2 separate regions of the Zea mays genome follow, and region 2 is linked to region 1. The links are chromatin contacts, called in public Hi-C maps. All regions are on one chromosome and are shown on one strand. The core of a region is the stretch at or near the end of the contact, and the rest is flanking DNA. Distances in the headings are between cores, read along the strand shown.

Region 1 (6,218 bases), core at 1,525-4,024:
TACTCCTCCTTGGATATCCACATCTGGTACATCAATGCCACATCACAACAGAATTCGGAAGTGTTATCATTTCAACCATGTTACTGAGTTAAAACAAATGAAGTGCAGCAGCTGAAAGTAGATATAAACAACCGCATACCTGTTGGAAAGTGCTGAGCGAGGCTAGGATCGACCCTCCTATCCAGACACTGTACTTCCTCTCAGGTGGTGCGACGACCTTGATCTTCATGCTGCTTGGTGCAAGGGAAGTGATCTCCTTGCTCATACGATCAGCGATACCGGGGAACATAGTCGAACCTCCACTGAGCACAATGTTGCCGTAGAGGTCCTTCCTGATATCCACATCACACTTCATGATTGAATTGTATGTTGTCTCATGGATTCCAGCAGCCTCCATACCAATCATGGATGGCTGGAAGAGGACCTCGGGGCACCTGAATCTCTCTGCACCGATGGTGATTACTTGGCCATCAGGTAGCTCATAGCTCTTTTCAACTGAGGAGCTGTTCTTGGCAGTCTCCAACTCTTGCTCGTAGTCAAGAGCTATATACGCAAGCTTCTCCTTGATGTCCCTTACAATTTCTCGCTCGGCGGAGGTTGTGAAGGAATAACCCCTCTCAGTGAGAATTTTCATGAGCGAGTCGGTGAGGTCCCGACCAGCAAGATCCAGACGTAGAATAGCATGAGGAAGGGCATATCCTTCATAAATGGGCACAGTATGGCTCACACCATCACCAGAATCGAGAACAATACCTGTAGATTGAGAATAAAAAAAGAGGAAACTTCAGTCACACCGTGTAAACAACTAATTTTGACTTCCGTTATTTATTCTTGGTATACTAGCTGAGATACTTATTTTTTCCCTGAATTCATAATTTCATATCACCATGCAGACTGAGGTAACCACATATGCAGTGTATTTTGAGTTATGCAATCTCATGAGCAAGAATAGAAGATAAAGATACTTGGTGGGTTGATAAGAGCCTAATGGAAACAAAGAGAGAGATTACTAGAAAACTGGATCAACACTGAACTAAAAGGAAGGAGCAGGTCATACCAGTAGTACGGCCACTAGCATAGAGTGACAGGACTGCTTGAATTGCAACGTACATGGCAGGAACATTGAAAGTCTCGAACATAATCTGGGTCATCTTCTCCCTGTTGGCCTTTGGGTTCAAAGGAGCCTCAGTAAGCAACACAGGGTGCTCCTCCGGGGCAACACGGAGCTCATTGTAGAAAGTGTGATGCCAGATTTTCTCCATGTCATCCCAGTTGCTTACAATACCGTGCTCAATCGGGTACTTGAGCGTGAGAATACCTCTCTTGGACTGTGCCTCATCACCAACATATGCATCCTTCTGCCCCATCCCTACCATGACACCGGTGTGACGAGGACGCCCAACGATGCTAGGGAATACAGCCCTTGGTGCATCATCGCCGGCAAAACCAGCCTAGAAGATAGATACACAAAATTAGTGGCATATTTGGGTGGGGGAGACTATGGCTGTACAAATTAAGGGGAAAAGCACTGACCTTGACCATTCCGGTGCCATTGTCGCAGACAAGAGGCTGGATGTCCTCACCATCAGCCATTTCTACAGAACTGCTGCAGGTGGCGCATATGGATAGAATCAAATGAGTCAATGATGAAAGTGTTTTAGTTCAATATGTGATTGAAAAGGAGCACTGGATTTGAGACGCATGCTAACTGGAAGACAACGGTTTCTGACGTTATATTGAATCTGAAATTTGCAACATCGCATTCAGGGGCGGGGCGGATCCAGTAAAGGGACTTATATGCATCTGAAAAAAAATCGCACCCCCCGCCGCGCTGATGCCACCGCTGTTGCAGATCCGGACTCATGGAATGCGGATCCGTGCCCCTGCAAGTGGATCTCCACCCACGCCACGCCACGGATCCGGCCATAGCGCACCAGATCGAGCCCAGCCCTAGCTGGCGCAGGCAGGAGGAGGCAAGCACGCTTGGGGAGGGAACTCGCGAGGAGAGTACAAAGGCCTCGCTGCCGCCACCCTCGCACCGGCGCGGGCCTCCGGCCGCGTGCTCAGGCGGCAGCGAGCGAACTCTTGCAGCGGCGGCGCGGGTTCCGCCCGTGTCGCCCCGCAGAGGAGCGACGGTTCGCAGCTTCGCACAGCATGAAGGGAAGGGAAGAGAAGAGGTGGGAGTACCTGGTGGGTGCTCGCTGCCGGCGAAGAGGCCAACGAAAGCCTCAGCACCCTGGCTTAGGGCGGCGGCGGCGGCAACTGTGGTCTGAGAGCGAGGAGAGCAAGAGAGCAGGAATGCAGCGGACGGAAGGGGAAAGGGGGAATGCAGGAGGAGCAGTTGTTTGTGGCCTGCAACCGCGAGAAGACTGCCAGACCCAGATGCGATTGAGAAGGGATCTGTTCTGTGCTGGCTTGCAATTCGACGGGTTTGGCTTCTTCACAAAATAATGGACAGTGAGGGGCTTTTCTATAAACACTTTCCTCCAGCCGTTGGATCCGTCAACCCGATCTGCATTACAGAGACAGGTGTGTCGTCGTCTCCTCACTCTCGCCTCTCCCCTCTTCACCCGTGGGCCGACGCGCCGCCGCAGCAAGCAGCCGAGAGGGGAGGGGATGCTAGCCGCACGGAGGGGCGCGGCGGCCGCGTGGGCGGCACAGGCCTTCCACTCCTCCTCCGCAGCGCTCTCCAAATCCACTGTAAATCCACTGTACCCCCTCCAAATTAAACTTCCCCGCTCTCTCCAACCATGCATATCTGTGGCTCTTCCTTCCAGCGTACTAGATGCGATGTGATGCGAGATTAGCCTAGGAAACATTAGCCAACGGCAGGCGCCAGCGCCACCAAAAAAACAAATAATTCCGTGTCAGCACACCTTCAGTGGAATTTCAGTACCAGTAGACAATGGATTTAGCTTGCATTTCCTTTCCTTCCAAACAAAAATGTGCGTGTGCAAGTGTAATGTTGCACGCTCTCACTAGTCGGAGAGCTGTTAGTTGTTCAGATATATTTTGTAATGACTTATTACAAGACCCAGCCCAGTGCATATATCACTCATCGCTCCTTAACCACTCGCCATGTATGCACTGTGGCATCAGAGCGTTTCTGGAATCATTTCGAACCTAACAGTGGTTTTGGGCAGCCTCGATTCCGCTTCACCGTCCGTGAAAAGCGAGGGGATGCGAAGAGCGCCCTTAAGAACCTTCTGCTCAATGGCGGCACATGTCAGGTATTTGTCTTGGCGATCTTTTTTCTTTCTCCCCTTCCTACTCGTGAATTCTCTCTGCCTGCAGACATGTGAGCTTGTTTGTCTCTAAGCAATTCCACTAATGCACTTAACTTCTGGAGCGACCCCGTTTCGATGCGGTCGTCCTGGTATAAGTAACTGGACATGTACCACATGCCGGTTGGTGCTCGTGGGCACAAACAGATTTGCCTCCTTCACCGCTACAGCTCAGTTCATACCTGTGACTGCATTGTTCTTTTTCATTTGTTCGGGGAAATACATTCCCCGCTGTGAAAGTGGATTGCTTCAAGTACGCGTCGTTGCTCTCTACAGGAAAGCAGTAACAAACAAATGAGGAAGCAGAAAGGTGGTACCGGGTCGAAGGCTCAGCGCTCTGCTCCAGGAAAAAATCCCTGTGGAAAAAATAAGCGTAAGCTCTTTCAAACCGTTTACCTTGAGTGACTTTTGAATTTTAAATGCTTGTGTTGTTCTGTGTACAGCTCAATTATATGTTTTCAATCATCTAGAATACTGGACAGGATACTAAAAATACACAAACATGAGGGCTCTGCCAACCTTTTACACGTGCATTTGTTCCGCACTAACATTTCCCTGCGAGCATTGGCTTTTAATGATTTTTGCTCCATTATTTATTTGCTGGACGATCATTTTCCTAGCACCTTTGCTATGTACCTTTTATTATTTTATGGATAAGTTACATTTCACGATCTGCTTGTTACCTTCAAATTATTATTATTTGGATGGATTATACCTAAAAAATTAGCCTTGAATAGGAGCACGAGCACGTAGAAAACACAGTTATTCACGTGCATGAACTTTGTCTTATGCCTTCTGTTGGGTTTTAACTCTAGTCTACTCTAACTTGGGACGAAAAGGCTTTGTTGTTGTTGTATATTTGGATGACAAGAACTGCACATTGATGTTTAACTTAGGCGGGCATTACTGGAAAAGCTTCGATGATGACGATGAATGCGCGCACACACCATATGGTACCTATGGTGGTAAGAAATCTTTCACCTGGTACTGGCCTGGGGAGGACGACGGCCTTGGTAGTAATCCTAGTGGTTTTCAATGGAGGGAGGAATCTCAGTCTGCCAAATCAAAGGAGAAGTTCTGGAACGAAAGTGACGTCGATGAGGACGAGGGGTCGAGCCGTGATGATCTGCGAAGCTATAGGATTTCTCTCGGATTGCCAGTTTTAGGTCCCTTAAAGCTGGATCATATTAAGGCTGCGTGAGTCATCTGAACGTTTCCTACAACACCACATTGCACTTGCAGGGCTTCAATGTCACAAGGTTGCTAATTCAACATGGTGATTCTGCAGTTTTCGTGCATCTGCTCTCAAGTGGCACCCAGACAAACATCAAGGGCCTTCACAGGTTGGTGTCATAGTATGTGTGTTATCCTTGCATTTTATCATCTGTTTCAAATGATTCTCGTGACTGGTGCTGAAGCTCAGTATCTATTCCTTCAGTGCATGGATAAATCCGGATCGAATACAGACAGATACTAGTGATTTTACATTTTTTTCCTACATCTCATATTATATTCTATATTTTTATCTCGGGTCTTAGAACCAGATACAGATTATCTGGATAATGGTATCTATCTCATATAAGTACATATCAGAAATCTGATTTTGAATATCCGGATTCGGGTACGGTTGGATGCTAAATTTTCGGGCTTAGATACAGACTATTCATATAGAATTTTGACCCTTTCGGAACGGATAGATAGCGGAATATATCCTTTCCATCTTCATCCCTACTTCAAGGAACTGTTTTGCGTGCATTGCCAAATTGACATGCACGGCACACTTAAAGTGATTGAGTTGATTTGTTGAAACTGTGGATTGAACATGAAAATACCAGCTCTGTTCTTTTTTGTTGATTTACTTAACCAAATCACCAAAGATGTTAATTCTGGACGCATCTGTATTTTCCAGGCTGAAGCAGAAGAAAAATTCAGACGGTGCGTGGAAGCGTATAACGCATTGACTCGTGCTTTCAGATCAAGTGGCTAACTACCGCGAGGAATTTTGTTCTTTATGATTTGAGGTTTTCTTAGGACTCCTAGTGATGTGTGCGTGGCTGCTGGTCTTCAGGACACAGAGACTGCTAGAAGTGAAGTTCAGAGTTATGGCTTCATGTTGATAACGAAATATATAAGCATAATCTTTACAAAAAAAACATAGATTAGGCCAGTCCTGCCAAATCGTATGAGAACGCAAATTACAGGGCTCATTTGTATGATGATTTGGTTCCACACAACGCTGTAAGTAGAAAGCAAATACTGTTTGTTCCATGCTGAGATTTTGTCAAGCAAATACTCCCAGGATGAAAGTGAATAACCGAATTGTTAGTATAAATTTAGTATTTTAAAATATATATGTATGAAACTTTATGTTATCAAGCACATTGTTACAAATAAAAATATTTTTCTTGTATAAATTATTTTATGTATTATTTACTCCATACAATAAACAAGTGAAAATATACAATAAACAAGTGAAAATATCCGAGTTTTATATCTATCATTTGAAAGATATATGATAAATTTAGGGTTTATTTTTATGATTCTATATAAGCTCCATGGTAAAAACAAGAATATAAATTTACATTAAAGATTATATATACTATTTATTTGTAATCAAAGAAAAAAAGGCAAATCGAATAACTGTTTTTGACCATTTTTATCCCTAAATACTCCAGAAAAACTTAAAACTGTCAGCAAATACTTTGTCTAACATAAAATGCAGCAAGCCTTGCTACTCTCGTAACAATTGTTTTGTGATGACTGAAATTGTCTTAACAGTTGATGTTAGAGTGTATATGGGCCTGGCCCATTAGGGGTTCCTATTTCACCCGGTACTGTAGCAGCTAGGGTTCATTGTACACCATTCCTATCACATGGTACCAGAGCCAGGCTAGGGCTTTCTCCAGTCGCCGCTGCCATCGCTCTCCATGGCCG
Region 2 (6,218 bases), core at 1,137-3,636, 340 kb after region 1:
CTGCGATTTGGTCGGTCGGTGCGGCGATTTAGTCAGGGTTGCTTCTTAGCGAAGGCAGGGCCTCGGGCGAGCCGGAAACATGTTCGCCGTCGGAGGGGGGGCCTCGGGCGAGACGGAAATCCTCCGGGGTCGGCTGCCCTTGTCCGAGGCTAGGCTTGGGCGAGGCGTGATCGAGTCGCTCGAATGGACTGATCCCTGACTTAATCGCACCCATCAGGCCTTTGCAGCTTTATGCTGACGGGGGTTACCAGCTGAGAATTAGGAGTCTCGAGGGTACCCCTAATTATGGTCCCCGACACGTATTTTAGTTAAAAAATAACTAGCGGACGATAAATATTCAAGAACGTATGTAGTACTAGCTTAAGCCAAACGTTAATTTATCCTCTGTTAATGCTACTCTGTTAATGCTCTGTGAAGAAAGACATTTTTAGTACACTAAAGGACGAAGTGATCTCTTACAGCTTACGCTTCGGATTAAAGCCGGTTGTTTGGACTGCTGCAGCTATAATCTATAAAGATAAAAACACTGTAGAAACAATATGCATCATCAAGCGCTTTTACCATCCACCAAGTTGGAGTGTATGGAAATGGTATCCTAACTAAGCTTTCTCCTCTAGTTAGTTTTACCATTTACAATACATTGTTGTTCAGTGCAAAGTCAACATTATACTCCCTCTATCCCAAATTAAGTTCGTTTTATTTTTCTAATGGATTTGTGCGATATTTAGTATGTGTTCTATATATATGTCTAGATTCATCATTATCCAGTTGAATATATACAACTTGCGTGCACTAAATAAACATCAGTTTCACTAAGAATGAGAAATTTGCATACATTCCATGCTGAAGTGTATTTTTTACCACCAAGTTAGTAAATGGCATGTTGTGGGGGTATGGTCCCACATGTCATGTGACTCATATTGAGAGGTGGTACGAAGATATCCCATCAAAATGCATCTTACATGGGTAATGCACATTGGGATCCGGGAATGTGGCTGTGTGTAGTGTAGTACTACTAAACCTTAATTATTTGATTAGATTAGATGTCATGTCATTACATTACTTGTGTTGCAATTAGTACAGAACTACTTCACTGTCATATCATCATTCAACTAATTGTGTCAATATGCACTCAATATGTCGGCACCACCATCAACTCTAAATGACCAATTATGATAGCATTCTATCAAGCAACTGTTCAATGGATGGGAGTAGTTTGTGCACTGGGCAGCAGAAAACAAATCATGCCAATGTTTATATTAATTATGTGAAAAAACCTGAAAAAAGGCTAACATAAGAAATATTTCCTTGTTGCCTAGTTTATGCTTGCAAACATTCGCCTTTTTTATGCAGGGAGACAAAATGCATCATGAGTAAGATTCATTGCAAGCTCCAGTAAGGAGAAGTTATTTGATATCCACTGTTGAGATCACGAGATGTTCTGTTGTGGTATACTATGCAGACATGCTTCTATGTCAAGTTTGGCAAGGAGTACTATACACTCCAGTTGGTGAAAGTTTCTTGCTCTGCATTTCCAACCTAGAATCCTGTAATCTGTTAACCTGTCTCCCAACTTGATCTTCTCAAAAGCAGCACCACCTCGTCAGATAGCTAATTAAGCATTTGTTAATCCTTCTATGTTTCAACAAAATTATCCAATCACTAACTCCTGCTGCTAGCTAGTAGTACATGGCACTACCATTTCTTCTTTTCCCTTTCCAAATTCACATACTAAGAAGAGGCCGCTAGATCTTAGAGCATATCCCAGAGTTTTTCGAAAGCTCACTCTAAATTATTATATAGAGAATTATTTGTATAAAAATCATTTTCTATATATTTGAACTCTCTAAGAGTTTTTCGATATCTTATTTATAATCTACGTAGTCTAGTCGTTATTGTTTTCTATCCATTCTATCTTTGGCTAGCAAAAAATCAAGATTGTTATATTTAGATAACTAATTAAAAAATATATTTTATGATATTTTTTAATTAAAATCTCTATTTGTAGGCGATTAGATGGGATTCAGAGAGTCTCTTGGAGTTGATATTATCATTATTAGACTGACATCATGCCAAATACTAACAGTACAAATATGCAACAGTTTTCCAGAAGAAAGAAGCATATGTGTCTGCCTGTCACTCTGTCAGCGAGCGAGGAAGACCATCCATCCAGATCTGAGCAACAGTAATCAAACCCATGACCTAGTGCCCGTCGCAGGAATAAAATTCCATTTACAGGAGGAGCAAGTCGATCATAGCAACACCATAAAAAACGAATTGTTCCCCAAGACTAGCTGGCTACTTGTAAGAAGTCACAAGCCAGGCCAGCAGATACGGTCAAGCAAGCACTTAGAAAACAAGTTAAAGCCCAGTGAAGAGTCCAAAGCATGAGCACAAACAAGATGGGCGTGGGCATGGCCATGTGGGGAGATGAGTACAGACATCACCGCCGGGTGAGCCGGAGTGCCCGAAAAGAGAAAGAAAGCAGCAGGAACAGGGTGCCCTGTTCCAATCTCGCGAGATAAACTTTAACAGCTATTTTTTAGCTACTTTTAGCCATTTATAATCTAAACATGAGAGCTAATGGTGATAATTGAAACTAAACTTTAGCACTTCAATTCATATAGCTAAAGTTTAGCACGAAGCTAAAGTTTAGCTCATGAGATTGAAACGGGGCCTAATGGAAGAGGGGCCGTAGAGAGAGAGAGAGAGAGAGAGAGAGACGAGACGAGAGGGAAAGAACAAACAGGGGGAGCCCATCCGCCGTGATCAACAGCACAGAAGGTGAGAAAGCGAGAGAGGGAAGAGCCGAGCTGGCAAGCCCATTGATTCCATCCATCCTCGGTGCACGCCAGCCGGCGGCCTCCCAGTTTCCGGCGGCGCTCCGGCCGGCGGCGCTCCGGCCGGAGGCCGGGTGGATCCCATCTTGTAGGGAGTGCGGAAGCCGTCAGGGGCAGGAGAGCTCTTCCTGCCTTCGGCGCGTGGAGAGCTGACGCTTGGTCTCCACCAGGAGCTTGTGGTACGCGAATCTTTCTTGTTCCTGCGCAAAGTTTGGTTCTTTTCGCTGTTTTTCTGCGCATCCTACTAGTCAGTTGGTGCCGGCAGGCTCCTCGCATTTCTGGAAGAATCTACTTAGTAAATTTTCCGGATTTCTAGTCCCGGCGGTTCTGGTGTTGACGTTCCTTGGCAATTTGAGTAGGAAAGTTGCATATTGCAGCCACGCTGATACCGATTTGGTTTGCAACGTTGGGACGAAAGTTGCCTGAATTAAGTTCGGGTCTGCATTTCTCGGTCTTCACGACTGATTTTAGCTGTGATGGTACGCGAACCTTTCTCGTTCATGCGCAAAGTTTGGTTCTTTTTGGTGTTTTCTGCGCATCCTAGTCAGTTGGTGCTGGTAGGCTCCTTCTCGCATTTCTGGAAGAATCTAGTTTGTAGTTTTTCCGGATTTCTAGTCCCTGCGGTTTTGGTGTTGATGTTTCTTGGCAATTTGAGTAGGAAAGTTGCATACTGCAGCCACCCCTGATACCGATTTTGTTTGGTAACATTGGGACGAAAGTTGCCTGAATGCAGTTCGGGTCTGCATTTCTCGGTCTTCACCACTGATTTTAGCTGTGATGGTAATGTGCTGCTAAGCTACTTGGCTGAGGAATGTTTTCTCTGTTTGCAACATCTTGTTTTCTAGCTTGCACCAGGTGGTGTGAATTTACATGTCAATAGACGATGCCATCAGAAGTGCTCACACAGATAACCAGTGTGAAGCTGACGGTTGGCATGTTGCTACTCGCCCACACCCTCATGATTTTATTAGGCTGTCGTTGGTGTGTAGATTATGGTTCTCCTGGGGGTAATAAAAGGATGTAGTGGAGTATTTCAAGTTGCCAGCATAAATTCATCTGTTGGCATACGTTGTATGGTCATCTAAATTTTTATATACAAAAATGTGAAGAAGGAAAAAAAACTTGTCTGATGCCCATCAAGTCTGCTTACAAGGAGTGACTTCATTTAAATATCAGAGAAGCTATTTTCATCACGGTATAGGTGAAAAATTTAGCAGACTTATCCCTTTTACAAAAATCTTGTCCGCTTGTAGTTATGGTTTCTGTCCAGTAACTAGTGGTAATAGTTATACTTTCGGTGTTTTTTATTTGGCCAGTTTCGATGGAGTCATAGGCACTACCAGATTTATCTAATCAAAATGTAGAATTTAAATGTGGTCTGTTCATAATATGTTCTGGTATTGAATGGTGTGAGCCTGATCAACTCCTATCCAGAAGACCAGAATAATTGTTAATTGATTCTAAATCGATCTTTCAGTTTATATTTGATAATGGTTTTGGATTTCCCCCCTAAATATTGCTGGGAAAACTTGTTATCCTTATTTACACCCAATATAGTGCTGTAATCATCAAGTGCACATACCTTTCTGCCCTTTTTCTCTTGCATAAAGTTTTACCTGTTCTCTAATTTGCTCTTCTGCAGTGTTTTTATGCATATCTGTTAAATATGTGTATGTATTTGTCATGTCCACTTTGTTCTAGCACCTTTATCATCAACTCGGCATTGTTGCACTACATCACTGGCAGTTGTGATTCTGTTTCCACATTGGTACTATTCTCCTAACTTTATGGTTGCATTGTGATCAGATGCAACAATATGCTCATGAAGGGGCCATCTTCAGATGTTCTCAGAGCAAGCATTTCTAGCGCCCCAAGTACATCTAGCCATGGTTCTGCACAAGATGAATGTGATTCATTAGGGGATGTGTATGTATGGGGTGAGGTTGTCTGCGATACTTCAGTACGAACTGGTTCTGATACTGTTATTAGTTCAACTGGCAGGATTGACATTCTCCTCCCGAAGCCATTGGAGTCCAATTTAGTTCTTGATGTGTATCATGTAGATTGTGGGGTTAAGCATGCTGCATTGGTCATGAAAAATGGTGAGGTTTTTACATGGGGTGAAGATTCTGGAGGCCGCCTTGGCCATGGAACACGAGAAGATTGTGTTCGTCCACGTCTGGTTGAGTCTTTGACAGTTTCCAATGTAGATTTTGTTGCCTGTGGTGAATTTCATACATGTGCTGTTACAACAACGGGTGAGCTTTATACATGGGGAGATGGAACTTACAATGTTGGCCTTCTCGGACATGGCAATGATGTAGGACACTGGATACCTAAGAGGATTTCTGGAGCACTGGAAGGTCTTCAAGTTGCTTATGTTTCATGTGGGACCTGGCATACAGCCTTGATAACATCCATGGGCCAGTTATTTACCTTTGGGGACGGTTCATTTGGTGTATTAGGTCACGGAGATCTGAAAAGTGTTTCTTACCCAAGGGAGGTAGAGTCACTATCAGGGTTGAAAACAATTGCTGTGGCATGTGGTGTGTGGCACACTGCAGCTATAGTGGAGGTTATTGTCACTCGGTCCAGTTCAAGTGTAAAGCTATCTGCTGGAAAGCTGTTCACATGGGGAGATGGTGACAAGCATCGACTTGGTCATGGTGACAAAGAAACTCGACTTAAGCCGACTTGCGTGGCTACACTTATTGATCATGATTTTTATAGGGTGGCATGTGGGCACAGCCTTACTGTAGCCTTGACAACTTCTGGACAAGTATTGAGCATGGGTAATGCTGTTTATGGTCAGCTTGGAAATCCTCATTCAGATGGAAGGATACCATGTTTAGTTGAAGACAAGATTGTGGGTGAACAAGTTCTCCAAATTGCCTGTGGATCCTACCACGTCGCAGTTTTGACAAATAGGAGTGAAGTTTTTACATGGGGGAAGGGAGCTAATGGAAGATTGGGCCATGGAGATACAGAGGATCGGAAGGTGCCTACACTGGTTGAAGCCTTGAAAGATAGAGCTGTTAGGTACATAGCCTGTGGTGCAAACTTCACTGCTGCTATTTGTCAATATAAATGGGTTTCTGGAGCTGACCAATCACAGTGCTCCTCATGTCGACAACCATTTGGGTTTACACGAAAGAGGCGCAACTGCTATAATTGTGGACTTGTCCATTGTAATTCCTGCACCTCGCGGAAGGCTTTGAGAGCATCACTGGCTCCTAGTCCTGGGAAACCCTACCGTGTTTGTGATTCATGTTTCTTGAAGTTGAATAATGCCTCAGATCCTAATGCAGCTAACCGGAGGAAAGATCCTGTTCCCTATCAACCTGTTGAAAGCAATGGCGATGCTAAAGTAGGAAAGGC

What was found. A called contact is a pair of places that touch in the nucleus more often than the background predicts.
Region 2: a contact with region 1 is called in a Hi-C map of endosperm, with 2.9 times the contacts expected there. The contact joins the promoter of LOC100381412 here to the promoter of LOC103629275 in region 1. A contact is called at or near these places in 7 of 25 Hi-C or Micro-C datasets (bundle sheath, ear, endosperm and 3 more).

Annotation. Positions count from the first base shown.
Region 1 is chr6:49,174,619-49,180,836 of Zm-B73-REFERENCE-NAM-5.0, forward strand. It overlaps LOC103629275 (actin-97), which reads right to left and starts at 2,775. Exons shown (of 5, transcript XM_008650452.3): 1 at 2,188-2,775; 2 at 1,534-1,603; 3 at 1,058-1,451; 4 at 140-753; 5 at 1-23. The coding sequence starts at 1,593. It overlaps LOC100285325, which reads left to right and starts at 2,548. Exons shown (of 6, transcript NM_001158218.1): 1 at 2,548-2,700; 2 at 3,144-3,230; 3 at 3,561-3,657; 4 at 4,181-4,481; 5 at 4,573-4,627; 6 at 5,194-5,552. The coding sequence starts at 2,617. The coding sequence ends at 5,271.
Region 2 is chr6:49,518,854-49,525,071 of Zm-B73-REFERENCE-NAM-5.0, forward strand. It overlaps LOC100381412, which reads left to right and starts at 2,387. Exons shown (of 5, transcript NM_001361425.1): 1 at 2,387-3,019; 2 at 4,647-6,218. The coding sequence starts at 4,657.